Regions from separate parts of the Mustela erminea genome. Here region 2 is linked to region 1. A link is a contact called in public Hi-C data. All regions are on one chromosome and are shown on one strand. The core of a region is the stretch at or near the end of the contact, and the rest is flanking DNA. Distances in the headings are between cores, read along the strand shown. Region 1 holds the start of RABAC1 (prenylated Rab acceptor protein 1). Region 2 holds the start of LOC116579471 (carcinoembryonic antigen-related cell adhesion molecule 1-like).

What was found. Hi-C and Micro-C count contacts between places; a contact is called where the count stands out from the background.
Region 2: a Hi-C map of spleen shows a contact between it and region 1, with 4 times the contacts expected there. The contact joins the promoter of LOC116579471 here to the promoter of RABAC1 in region 1. A contact is called at or near these places in 2 of 3 Hi-C or Micro-C datasets (fibroblasts and spleen).

The regions. Positions count from the first base shown.
Region 1 is chr19:641,623-647,836 of mMusErm1.Pri, forward strand. RABAC1 (prenylated Rab acceptor protein 1) reads left to right here and starts at 1,932. Exons shown (of 6, transcript XM_032323140.1): 1 at 1,932-2,110; 2 at 2,414-2,626; 3 at 2,902-2,999; 4 at 4,152-4,253; 5 at 4,349-4,485; 6 at 4,517-4,636. The coding sequence starts at 2,055. The coding sequence ends at 4,437. The region is part of intron 1 of ERFL (ETS domain-containing transcription factor ERF-like); the gene reads left to right.
Region 2 is chr19:805,145-811,194 of mMusErm1.Pri, forward strand. It overlaps LOC116579471 (carcinoembryonic antigen-related cell adhesion molecule 1-like), which reads right to left and starts at 4,573. Exons shown (of 18, transcript XM_032324895.1): 1 at 4,355-4,573; 2 at 3,159-3,518; 3 at 1,042-1,320; 4 at 414-668. The coding sequence starts at 4,418.

The DNA.
Region 1 (6,214 bases), core at 682-3,181:
TGGCTCTCCTAACAAAAGCAAACCCAGACTCCCCAAGGTTGGCTGTAGGAGGAGGCCTCCCACTGTCTGTTCCCCAAGATTCATCTCCCTCTTGGGGGCTCTTCTCACCTCTGCTGCCCCCATCACTTTGAACTCGGGTGCTGCTCCCCCATTAATGCTCTGGGCTAATTGTGCACTCACAGTCCTCCTTTGATTTCCAGAAACTAGCTAGACCCAAGTGGGAATCCTGAACAAGATTCCACTAAAGGCCTGGGGGTGACAAAGGGGAAATAAACAGGATCGAGCCAATCTGATCTTCAAACTCTGGCTCATTCAGCTTTGGCTTGTGACCTTCCCACACAGGGGGCCTCCCTGCTTACTGCTGTACCAGCCCCTATGGCAGAGGCTGCCTCCCCCGCCTCATAGGAATGCCCACCAGCAGGCCTCATAGCCCAAACCAGAAGGGAGATGGGTCTCAGAAGACAGCTGGGGTTAAGAGTCCCCTGGATATTCCATAGCAGTATTCAACTGTCCCACCCAGCCCTGAAACTTCAGTCCAGGTAAGGGAGCCCAGGCTTCCTGATACTTCCATACACCCCTTTCTTGAGGCTCTTCTGGTGCACCCTGTTAGAATTCTGGCCATTTATCCATTACTCACTCAGGGGCAGGGGCAAGAACTGAGAGGGAGCCATGGCTGTGGGAACCAGGGAAAAGAAAGGCCCATGGCTCAGACACCAGCCACGCCTTGGGACATCCAAGGGACCAGCAGTTCCTAACATTACTGTTAAATTTAGGAAGGTGAGGAGCACCTGGCTGGCTCAGCTGGCGGAACTTGGGACTCTAGATCTTGGGGTTGTGAGTCTGAGCCCCACATTGGGTATGCAGATTACTTAAAATAATTTTTTTAGAAGGTGTAACTCTAGATATAATCAAAACATTTGTGATGTAATGGCAATAACATCAACTACCATTTATTGAAGAATATCAGGTATCAAGACCCCTCTAAGCACTATACATGGACCATTTAACCAAATCATGATAACCCATGAGTGGGGTACTATCAGGGTTTCCACAGTCCTGATGATGACACTGAGGTTCGGGGAGATCATCACAGCCTAGGTTTTCATCTCTGACTCCAGAATCCCAGTTCTTTCAATTATAACAAGTCCCTCTTTCAAAAATTCTCAAACCTGGGGGCACCTGAGTGGCCCAGTCAGTTTAGCACCTGACTCTTGATTTTGGCTTAGGTCAGGATCCTGAGGTTCCAAGATGGAGCCCCACACTGGGCTCCGCATAGGGCGTGGAGCTTGCTAGAAATTCTCTCCCTCCCCCTCTGCCCTGCTACCCACCCCCACCCACCCCAGCCAATAAACAAATAAATTCTCAACCCTTTCCCAACTCCCCTCTTCCTATCTGAGGGGTGGGGGGTATCCCGAGGTCCCTAGTCCTAACCCCTCCATCCCTGGGAGCTCAAGGGTATGGGGGGGGGAGCTTTGCTCTCCACCTCAGATACCCCTCCAGCAACCATGGCCCTGTCATTAGCTTCCGCCTCCAGAAAGGAATAGATTTCCACAAATTATCCACAGTCTCGCCATTCAAACGCGGTCCGTGGACCAGTAGCATCAGCATTACCTAGGAACTTGTTAGGAATGCAGATTGATGGGCCCCACCCCGGTGTTTTTTATGCACCCGAGTCAGGACGACAGTTCCTCACGAGCCCCACTCCGCAGGGGAGGGAGTACAGGACGACTGCTTCTGCCTTTAGATCTCCCAGGACACCCCACTCCCAACCACCACCCGCCCCGCTTCTGGAACTACAATTCCCACAATACCCAGAGGGGTTTAGCGTTACTTTACGCGACTGCGTCTCCCAAGGTGCTTCGCGAGCCAGACCCTCCGTAACACCACGAGGACTACAACTCCCGCAATGCTCCGCGGCAGATTCACCGCCCACGGCGGCTCCGGAACGGCCTCGCCACGTCGGCTCCGCTGGGTGGGGCCGGGCTCGGGCGGGGCTGCCGTGGTCAGCCGGGCGTCGGGCTCGTTGTAACGGTTTTACCCCTCAGGACGCAGACATGGCGACCGAGAAGGACCCGCAGAAGGATTCCGAGCCGGAAGGGCTGAGCGCCACGTGAGCAAGCCGGCTCTAGCCCCCCGCCCCGACCGAAACCCGGGAGCCCTGGCCCTCCGCCCCCTCCTCCTTCGAGTCCCGGGAGTCCGGGCCTCAGACACCAGAGTCTGGGCTCCTGGTCTCCAATTCGAGGACACTGGAGTCTGGGCCGCCCCCTACTCCTCCGGCATTCAGGAGGCTCGGACCCGTCCCCCTCAGGGCCCCAGAGTCCAGCCCTCACGGCCGCCTTCTTGCTCGGGGGGTGGGGAGTTGGGGGATCCGGGCTCAACCCCGGTCTACGGCTGACCCGGGGCTGCCCACCAGGACCCTGCTGCCGAAACTGATCCCGTCCGGCGCCGGCCGTGAGTGGCTGGAGCGGCGCCGCGCGACCATCCGGCCCTGGGGCTCCTTCGTGGACCAGCGGCGCTTCTCGCGGCCCCGCAACCTGGGCGAGCTGTGCCAGCGCCTGGTTCGCAACGTGGAGTACTACCAGAGCAACTACGTGTTCGTGTTCCTGGGCCTCATCCTCTACTGTGTGTGAGTGCCTCGCCCGTTCTGCACTGAACCCCTTGGGCGGGGCGGGGCCGCGCCCCCACCGGAGAGCCCAGTCCGCGCGGGTCGGCCCCGCCCCCCACGGCACCGCTCGGCCAGACCTTTTCACCTAAGGGTCCGGCTCGTACTGCCCCATCAGCCTGGCCGGGACACCGTGGGACCGGATGTGACCTGGTCTTGCCTGGCCTCAAAGACTTAGCCTGCTGTCCTCCGGTGTAGGTGGTCAGCCGCCTGACCAATGCTTCCCTACCCTTCTCCAGGGTGACGTCCCCCATGCTGCTGGTGGCTCTGGCAGTTTTCTTTGGCGCCTGCTACATCCTCTATCTGCGCACGTTGCAGTCCAAGTTTGTGCTTTTTGGTGAGAAAGCCCCTGTCCAGACAGTTCCCTGATCCTTCAAATCCTGGTCTTGGAACACAAGCCTTAGACCCCAGACCCCAGTCTGCCCAAGCATAGATTTACACTGGTTCCCCCTAATTCCATCCTTTAAAATCTCAGACACACCAGGTGCTCACACCCAGCCTCAGAGACCCCCCCCCCGGTTGGTATTCTCAAAGCTAGAGATACCCCAGAACCAACTCTTCAGCTGGCTCCTGTCCTTTAAACCTCCTTTCCCTCGCATCCATCCATCCATCCTCCCTCGCCTCTCTGCGGAAAGCATCAGTTGCAGGTACCCACATTGGACACCAGGTGGCGACCTTACGCTGGCCTAGATCTGGGCCCCAGTCCTTTACAGCTGCCTGGGGCGGGGCCAGAAAGATCTTGGGACTGTTCCTAGAGGGAAGCTGAAGTCTGTGGCTCCTGTGGTCCCAGACTGGCCCTTTGTACCACTGGGAAGAAAGAGGGGCCTGTGTCTCCACCCACGGGAAGCTCAAGGTTCAGAGTGGTGATATGGAAGAGCTGGGGTCAAACAGGAAGACCCAAGTCAGGGTCCTTCAGAGGATTGTGTGTTCTGTCCGTGACACGGGTGGGCTGGCACCTGAGGGCATGTCATGCAGGCACAGGGCATGGAGGGGGCGCCTGGAGCATGCGGACCCTATCCTCCAGCCTGCCCCAAGAAGCCAGAACTCTATATTCTTATATGAAATCGCTCAGTCCAACAGCCCCAACTTGGGGAACAGTGTGCAGACTCAGAAAACACATCCACAGATCAGACTTGGTCTTTGGGTGACACGTTTGAGACTCCTGGTTTATGTGAGTTGGGATGGGAGCAGGAGAGCCGTAGTCTGGAGGAGTGGGAGGTGGGGAGCTTCCTAGCAGAGGTGGGGCTGAAGGGCAGTGAGCATGGTTGGGGTGGGCGGTTGTGGTAAGGAAGGTGCTCTGTTTGGGTGGGCAGTGGGACCATCAGAGAAATGGGTGAGACCCAGGCTGGGGGGCCTTGGCATGAGGAGCTCGGACGATCCTGAGTCTCCTGGAGCTTGTTACACCAGACTGTTGGTGGGCTGTCGGGGGTTCCTCGGGGAGAAGACATGAGTGTTGGAACAGCAGCCCCAATGCCATCTGCACCCCCAGGCCGAGAGGTGACCCCAGCCCATCAGTACGCTCTGGCTGGGGGTGTCTCCTTCCCCTTCTTCTGGCTGGCTGGCGCAGGTTCTGCTGTCTTCTGGGTCCTGGGTGAGTGAGTACAGACTCTGGGACGCCCGGGCGGGCGGGCGGGCAGTGGGGAGCAGGTGAGGGAGTGACGCCCTGAACTGCCTGTTTCCCTGCAGGAGCCACCCTCGTGGTGATTGGCTCCCACGCCGCCTTCCACCAGACTGAGGCTGTGGATGGGGAAGAGCTGCAGATGGAGCCTGTGTGAGGGGGACCCTCCAGCCTCCCGAGTCCGCTGCCTTGGACCCACTTGCCCCTGCCCCGCTCGCCCCTGCTCCACACTGCCCCTGCCCCGCACTGCCCCGTGCTCCTGGTCAAAGGCCTCCCTGCTATCCCAAGCCCCGGGGTGGGGGTGGGGTAGGGGATTCCAGCTGTGGAAATAAAACCGTTAGAGCTGTCATTCAGCAGATACTCTCCCAGGGTCTTCTGTCGGCCTGTGCAGGGGTGTGGGGGACTGCAGAGACCCAGATGGAGGGGTCCTCTGGATGGGGGGGGTTCGATAAGCAAGATGAATGACTAAAAAAGGAGAGGATGGGGCTTCTGCATGGCTTCGTGGGTTAAGGGCCCAACTCTTGATTTCAGCTCTGGTCTTGAGCTCATCGTTGTGAGTTCAAGCCCCCAATTGGGCTCCACACTGGCCATGGAGCCTACTTGAAATAAATAAACACTTTTTAAAATATAAGATTGGATGGCAAATGGTGGTAAGTGCTGGGGTGGGGGGGAGAGTGAGCCAGGGGTGCCCCAGACTGCCCCCCCCCATGTTCAGTGAATAGCTAGAAGGACTAGATAGTTGGACCTATAGCTGTAATTCATGATCATGAAAGGCTATAAAGCAAAACCAGGGAAGAGGAAAGGCCCATGGGGCAGTCAAGAGAAAGCCGGCGCAAGCTTCCCAGTGTCCCCCTGGGGGCCTCCCACACCCTGTGCTCCGTTCCTGCAGTGGCAGTGAGGGGGGCTGCCAGGGAGGCTCAGGAGAGACTCGGTGCCTGGCCTCTGCGGGAAAGTGACCCCAAAAGCACCCTCTGGCTTAGGGAAATCTCACACTCCCAGAAAGGAAGGCAGGTGTTCAGCCTAAACAGTATCATCTGCGTGAACAAGTGAAGACACTGAGTCATTTGTATTGAGGACACCGGGGAGATGCCTCCTGGAATCCATGTTCCCAGACACCAGCCAGGATTCAACCACGCCAGCCCCCTTCTCTAGAATGGCCTCCTGCGTTAACTGTCCTGCACAAAGAAAGTTCTGGAGCTGAGGTGCAGGTGAAGGAAGGCCTCCCCGAGGCCCTGCAGCTGAGGGAAGGAGCAGCTAGCTGCAGATCCTCAGGAGGGAAACATTCTGGGCAGAGGGTGCTGCAAGGAGGCCCAGGCAGCTGTGGAGGACTCACGGGGGAGTGTGGAGGACGGGACAGGCTTCGATGAGGGCTTTGGTTCTCCCCTGAGTGAGATGGAAGGGACGAGACCTGCCTTTTACCGTAATGACCAGAGTCTGCCATGTTGGACCGCGCCTGACCGGGAGAACACTGGACAGATAGGACAACAAAGCAGGGTGGCAGGCTCTCTGAGGAGATGACATTTCAGGGAACCCGGAGGGACAAGGAGGCAGGCCACAGAGAGAGCGGTGGGCAGGCGGCCTCAGCCGGGCCACAGCGCCAACACCTTGCAACGCGGTTCCTTCGCCTCTTTGGCCTTGCAGATCATCCCCAAAACTCATCTACTGATCATGGAGCAGGCGCTTTATGGAACACCCACAGAGTCCTCGGTGTTGCTCCGAAATCCTTCTGCCTCCTGTGGCAACGGAGCCCTTGAAACGCGTTGGCCCCTACTGAGATGTGCCTCGAGGGTTAAATCCACACCAGATTCCAAACACTTACGAGGAAACAGTGATAGTAACGGTCTCACTAATAATTTTCTGTACTGGTTATATGTTGGAAGGGTAGTACATTGAATAGGTACTAAGTAATGTTATTATTATTCTTAAAAGATTCA
Region 2 (6,050 bases), core at 3,323-5,822, 170 kb after region 1:
GTGTGTCACATAAAGGTCACTAACAAAGAAAATGTGAGGGCAAGGAAACATTTGCAAACCATATCTGTAAGAGGTTAATATCCGGATTACAGAAAGGACTTCTGCAGTTCAACAACAAAACACAACTTGACTAGAGGATTATTCTTCTCCATTTGCGAAGCCCCATTTTGTGCCTGGGGCTTTCTGGAACTGAGAAGCCCCTCCCCACATTCCAGGCTGGACCCAAGGTCTGCCTTGAGAAATCAGAGAGAAAGGGGAGGAAGCACCTGCAGACATGTAAAAGGAGAGTTCAGAGACAGACTTGGTATTTGCTTGTGACATAGCAAATGAGAAATAATTTCTATGCTCTTTTCCGAGAGACAGACAGACCTTCACCACAGCAATCCATGCAGATGCTCCAGGGACCCACTTACCAGAGACTGTGATAGTCTTGACTGTGGTCTTCTTGAGGCGAGTGCCAGAGTTAGAGGCAAGGCAGGTATAGGAGCCGCTATCATTCGCAGTGAGGTTGGGGATAAAGAGCGCCTGTGTGTCTGTCTGGGGCCTCCCATTGATAAGCCAAGAATACTGTGCAGGCGGGTTAGAGGTTGCGTGACAGGAGAGACTGAGGTTGGCCCCTGGATGGTAATAGGAGTCTGAGGGGGAAATGGTGGGGGCGTCCGGGCCATCTGGAGCAAACAGAATAAAGCCACAGTTGATGCAATGCAAGGGAAGGGGAAGCTCCTGGTCTGTACAAGGGCCACAGTGTCCCTCTGAGCTGGGTCCCAACCTCATTTTATAAAGTCCCAACCAGAAACCCTCTGTGTTCAGCCTGGTCCCCTCACAGGCTGGTGACCCTCTCAGGGAGGAGCAGCCTGTTCCCTCCTAGTCTTGGCTTAGGCCAGGCCTGCCCAGGTTTGCGTGGGACAAGCCGCTATGGCCAGCCTGGGGGTCCAGCTGAGAGTCATGGACTCGGACCCCAGAAGGATGGATGTGGGCTGGCCCCTGGCTGTGTGGATTTGGGCTGGCAGCCCGGCTTTGGGAGGAACGGAAGCTACTCACAGAGAACATTCAGGGTGAATGGGTCACTACGACCATCACTCACTGGGTTCCGAGTTTCACACACATAGGGTCCTGTGTCATCCCTTATGACACCATGTATAGTGAGAGTCCTGTTGTCCAGGGACAGCTCCAGCCTGGTGCTGGCCGGGCGGCTCTTACTGCTTTCTGACCACAGGTAGCTCGTGTCCTGAGTCTGAGGTTCACAGGTTAATAGCACAGAATCCACATTCTCCACGGGGTCGGAGTTGTTGCTTGTGATGTGGGGTTTGGGTAACTCCGCTGCGCAGACAACAGAAAGAATATTGCCCAAGGTGGTACCTGTGATTCCTCCACAGGCATCTTGAATCAGAGTTGGCATCTCTCACCTCTCAGCCAACTGGAGTCCTTCAAAGAATAAGGCAGATCTGTGTATCTCAAGACAAATGCATGAGGACCTGAGCCTCAGAGAAAGTAAACCCCATGGTCTGTGTGTCTGAGAGCACAGGCTGTCTCCAATGTCAATTACAGAGCAGCCTTTGGTTGTGGAAGACACAGGACAGAGTCAGAGACAGCCGTGGACCCCTCCTGGCTCCTCACTGACCTGACAACAGCACGGTGATGGGATCTGAGCAGAAATGATACTTGGAGACAACAGGAACAAGCTGGGAGGTCAGTCCAGGACTCAGGTCCCAAAGACCTGAGCTTTGCCCATTTGCTTGATAACGAGTGAGGCAGTGACCCTCATGAGGAAGTGACACCTCCCATGGCAGAGCCAAGTCCAATGACCGGCAGAGAGTGAGGGGATGAGCAGGAGGCAGGGGTGTTGAGGGAATGAACGACCCATCATCTCTTCAGAGAGGCGCCCTGGGTGCAGGATCCTAGGAGATCTGACCACCAGGCTCCCTGCCCTCATTGGAAGAAACTCCCACACCTTTCCCTCCTTCCTTCCCAAACAAAAGCAACTGAGTTTCCTACATGTGGATCCTGGGCTGGTTTCAGGGGCAGAGTGGGGAGCAGAAGGCCAATCCTTTCCCTGGACACCCAGTGGGAGGGCCAGGAACACACCAGGAAACAATCAGAAACAATCAGAAACAATCAGATCTCAAGTCCAGCACAGTGAGGTGAGGCTCAGGCATCTGAGGGGCGGCCAGCTTGTTCTGCCTCTGATTGCTGACAAAGGGTGTTGGGTTCCAGACCAAACACAAACACGGAGCGAGCCTCTATTTGCTCTCACCGCCCACACCAGCATCCCTCCCTCTGACGGAGGAGAGGACGGGGCTGTGTCTGCACACAGAACCGGGGTCACTCCCATCTGCTGCTCCTCAGTCTGTGTGACCCTGATTCAGTGACGGTGTCTCCCTGTGCCTTGGTTTCCCCTTAAAGCACCAGGAAGAATGGTAAATGACCTCTACTTTCTAGGCCTGTGCATTATCCTTTAAACAACCCCAAATACCTGACCCAAATTTGGGCTATAGCAGCTGGCCAATCAAACAGCAGCTGTTACTACTTTGCTCCACAAGAGAAGGCTCCCTGGGCTTGATTCTTGGAGGAGGAGGGGTGGCATGGAGCTTCTCTTTGCTCTGTTCCTCCCTGGCGGTGCTGCCCTTCCTCTGGTGTCCCCCAAATCCCCCAGAGCTAATGGACTGGGGGCTTTTTAGGTCTGTGCTGTCCATGCTGAGCCTCAGGTGAAGGACCAGGCTGGCCCCTCCCCCGATGTGGCTCTTGAGACTGAACCCTGGTTGGTGACCAGCTCAGGCAGCCAGATATGGTTGCTTCCAGTCAGGTCTGCCCAGGAGCCCCAACCCCATCCCGGCACAGATGCCCCAGGGTCACTAGAGTCAGGAGCCCTGAGACAGTGGTCTGGGATGAGCTCTGGTGAGGATCCCAGGCAGCCCCTCAGGTTGGCCCTGATGGATCTTGCAGAGTCTTTCTCAGATGATCCCAGAGTCTGGATTCCAGGAAAGGAATTCCAATCTTAGGAAGTTAGTCTCCACTGTGTGTCCTGCACTAAATGCTGGAACCCTCCTCCCACATGGGACATAGTGCAGAGAGGGATGGAGGCCCAGTCCTGGCCTGTCATCCTGTGTGAAGCAGGAATTCACCCCACCCAGCACCAGAAATAAGAAGGAATTACTCACGGAATACACGGAGCTGTCCAGTTACTTGTTCAACTTGAACATTTCTATTCACAATTTGTAGGGTGTAGTATCCTGTGTCATTCAGGGTGATGTTCCGGAAGAGCAGGGATCCATTGGGGTACACTGTCTCTCTGCCGCTGTGTGCAGGTCCTGGGATATTTACTTGTATGGCTACTACATATGCTACAATTTGACGGTTGGGCGCTATGCTTTCCCCTCTAAACCAAGTGAGACCTACAAGATCCGCAGGCAGATTGTGGACTTGCAGAAGGACGTCCTTCCCTTCGGCAGCACTGGGCGGCACGGACTCCACAGTGACTTGGGCAGTGGTGAGTGGGTTCCAGAGGGTTAAGAGCGAGACTAGGAGGGAAGGGAGCAGACGGATCAGGGTCTGGACCTGGGTGTCAGAGGGAAAGCTGGGGCCCTGCAGACGGAGCAGGTCCGCATCCCCTAGCCCTCTAGCCTCGGAGTGTGTGTGTGTGAGTGTGCACGGGTATCTGTGTGTCTATGCTGGTCAAGGTCAGCGGCATGACCGCACTGCTTCACCTCGGAACTTACTCCCTCTGTTTGGAACAACTTCCTCCCATGTCTGTGGCTCACTCCCTCACTGCCCTCAGATACCTGCTCACGCTCAGGGGAGCGTGAGAGGACTCGCTTGTGAGCGAGCGAGGCAGGCCTCGGGAGAGGCCTGCCCTGACCACCTCCTCTGAAGACCCTCTGTCTCCATGTCCTGACCTTTCCCTGTTCTGTTCCCTTCATGATGCTTGTCAGAACCTGACCTCACATTCTAGACGTCTTCGTCCCCACAGAAGTGAGCCTGGGGAGCAGGGACTCGTCTGATGTGTGCTGTACCCCCGTGGTGGGGCAGGCGGCAAATACCGGGGCTGAATGAATTGTCCCCAGGGCCCTCCAAGTCTGGCGCTTGTCAAGATCTCAGGTTGGTGGGAAGGGACAGCAGTTAGGGTCCCTGGTTGTTGTTATCATCAGTTTTCCAAATTCAGTGCTCAGTGATGAGTAACTTGGGGAACAGCCCGTGGGTCACCACCTCCAGATTCTGAGACAGTCCTGTCGCTGAGCGGCTCCCCCAGTCCTGCCCTGCTCCCTTGTCCCCTCTCAGAGTCCTGTCCTCCCTGGAGACCTCAGCCAGCCTTTCTCTCCCATCCTCCCACTCCCTCCCAGGGAACTGTCCCTCTCACCTGCCAGCAGGAGGTCCTGCCAGGGGACCCGTCCTCCTCGGGGAAGGGCCGAAGGGGGCTCCATGGTGCCCGCTGCCCGCTGCCCGCTGCCCGCTCTGTCCCTCCCTCTGTGAGAAGAGCTTCTGCTCCAGAAATGCTCAGGGAAGCAGTTGTCCCAATGTTGGCTCTGTCTTAAGTGGCCCCGGAGGCAGGAGTGTGGGGCGGGGTATCTGCCAGGGCCCCTCCTTTCCCCTCCCCTCGCTCCTCCACCCCTTACCTCCTTCCCCACTTCCTTGTCCCCTTCTTCCCCTTTCACTTCTGTCTACATTTCGATTCCCTGACAAGGGCTGAGGCCTCTCCCTCTTCAGCTGTGATTTCACACTACATGCAAGAGTACACACACCCCCTTGTTTGGACAAGCACAAGCCTGTCGCGTTGGGGTCTGGAGACCCACAGAGCTCAGGGTCAAGGTGCAGGGGCAGCGCCCCCACATCCCTCTCTCCTCTCCTTGTGGCTTTCCCCTTCAGCAGGAGCCTGGGGGCCGCCTCAGGAACTCCAGTCACCGGGATGTCACCCCTACTGTGCACTGGGATCACTGTGGAACTGTATCAAGACTGTGAATGCCCAGGGGACACCTAGAAATGCTGCTTCAGCAGATGCCCAGCCAGGCTGAGACACCATGATGTGGGGGTGTGGCCGCCTCTCCCCCTCCTGTGCCCATGGAGGGTCTGCAGATCCTGTGAAAATGCAGAGTCTGACTCAGTGGGTGTGGAGTGGACCCCAGAGTCTGCCTCTACTAAGCCCCCAGGTGATGCTGACCACCCTGGCCCAGGAAGCTCACTCTGAATAGCAAGACTGAGGGGGACCCAGTTCCCTTAGAGGATGGCCCTTCTCCCCACTCCCCTGCTGTGTCCTGGCCTTGAGTCTGTGGGCACCACACACAGAGCCCCAGGGTCCCCAGATCCCGGGGATGATTTCCGTTTGTAACAGAGAAGGCCAGCTGGGCACCCGTCTCCCCAGTGCTCTCATAGGCTCTGGGGAGGTTGGACTGATTCCTGGCGGAAAGGTCCCAGAGATGACTCTGGGGGTGAGAAAGGAGCAGGCTGGATGATGACAGGTGAGGGACCCATGGTCTATCCCCAGGTGTCCCCAGCCCAGCCTCTGCTTCCAGGGACACAGACCCAGGACCAGGTGTCTCAGGATCTCCAGTCCCAGGTGTGAAGGGAGTTCCCTGTGTGTCCTGGGAAGAGAAGAGATGGTGGGAGGTCAGGCGGCTGCGGCTCCTGGAAATGTTTTGAGGAGACCTTCCCTCTCTGTATCCTTTGGATGAACTGTGGCCCGGAGACAGTCTGTGTGCTCCTGAGCTTCCTGGGCAGTCTGTGTCCTCTGCCTGGGGGACCTTCCTGTGGTCACCCTGCTTTCTCCATGGGTGGTGCCAGGCAGGGCATGGGGAGCTGCACAGGGACCCCTGACAGATCAGTGTGCTGCTAGGGCCCTAGAAGGAGTACGCAGGACAGAACAGGCATGTGGGAGGGACCCAGAAGGGTCTGTGGGAGAAAGGGATGGAAACCAATCTCTTCTCTCTCTCCTCAGCCAAAGCCAACTTCAGGGTAATGTCCTGTGTGTTGTCTGCATGTCCCTATGTTGCCCCCTGGAGGCTAGTCTGGGCATAGCACCCGGGATGGTGACCAAAGGATGAGGGTCCCTGAGCCCTGGG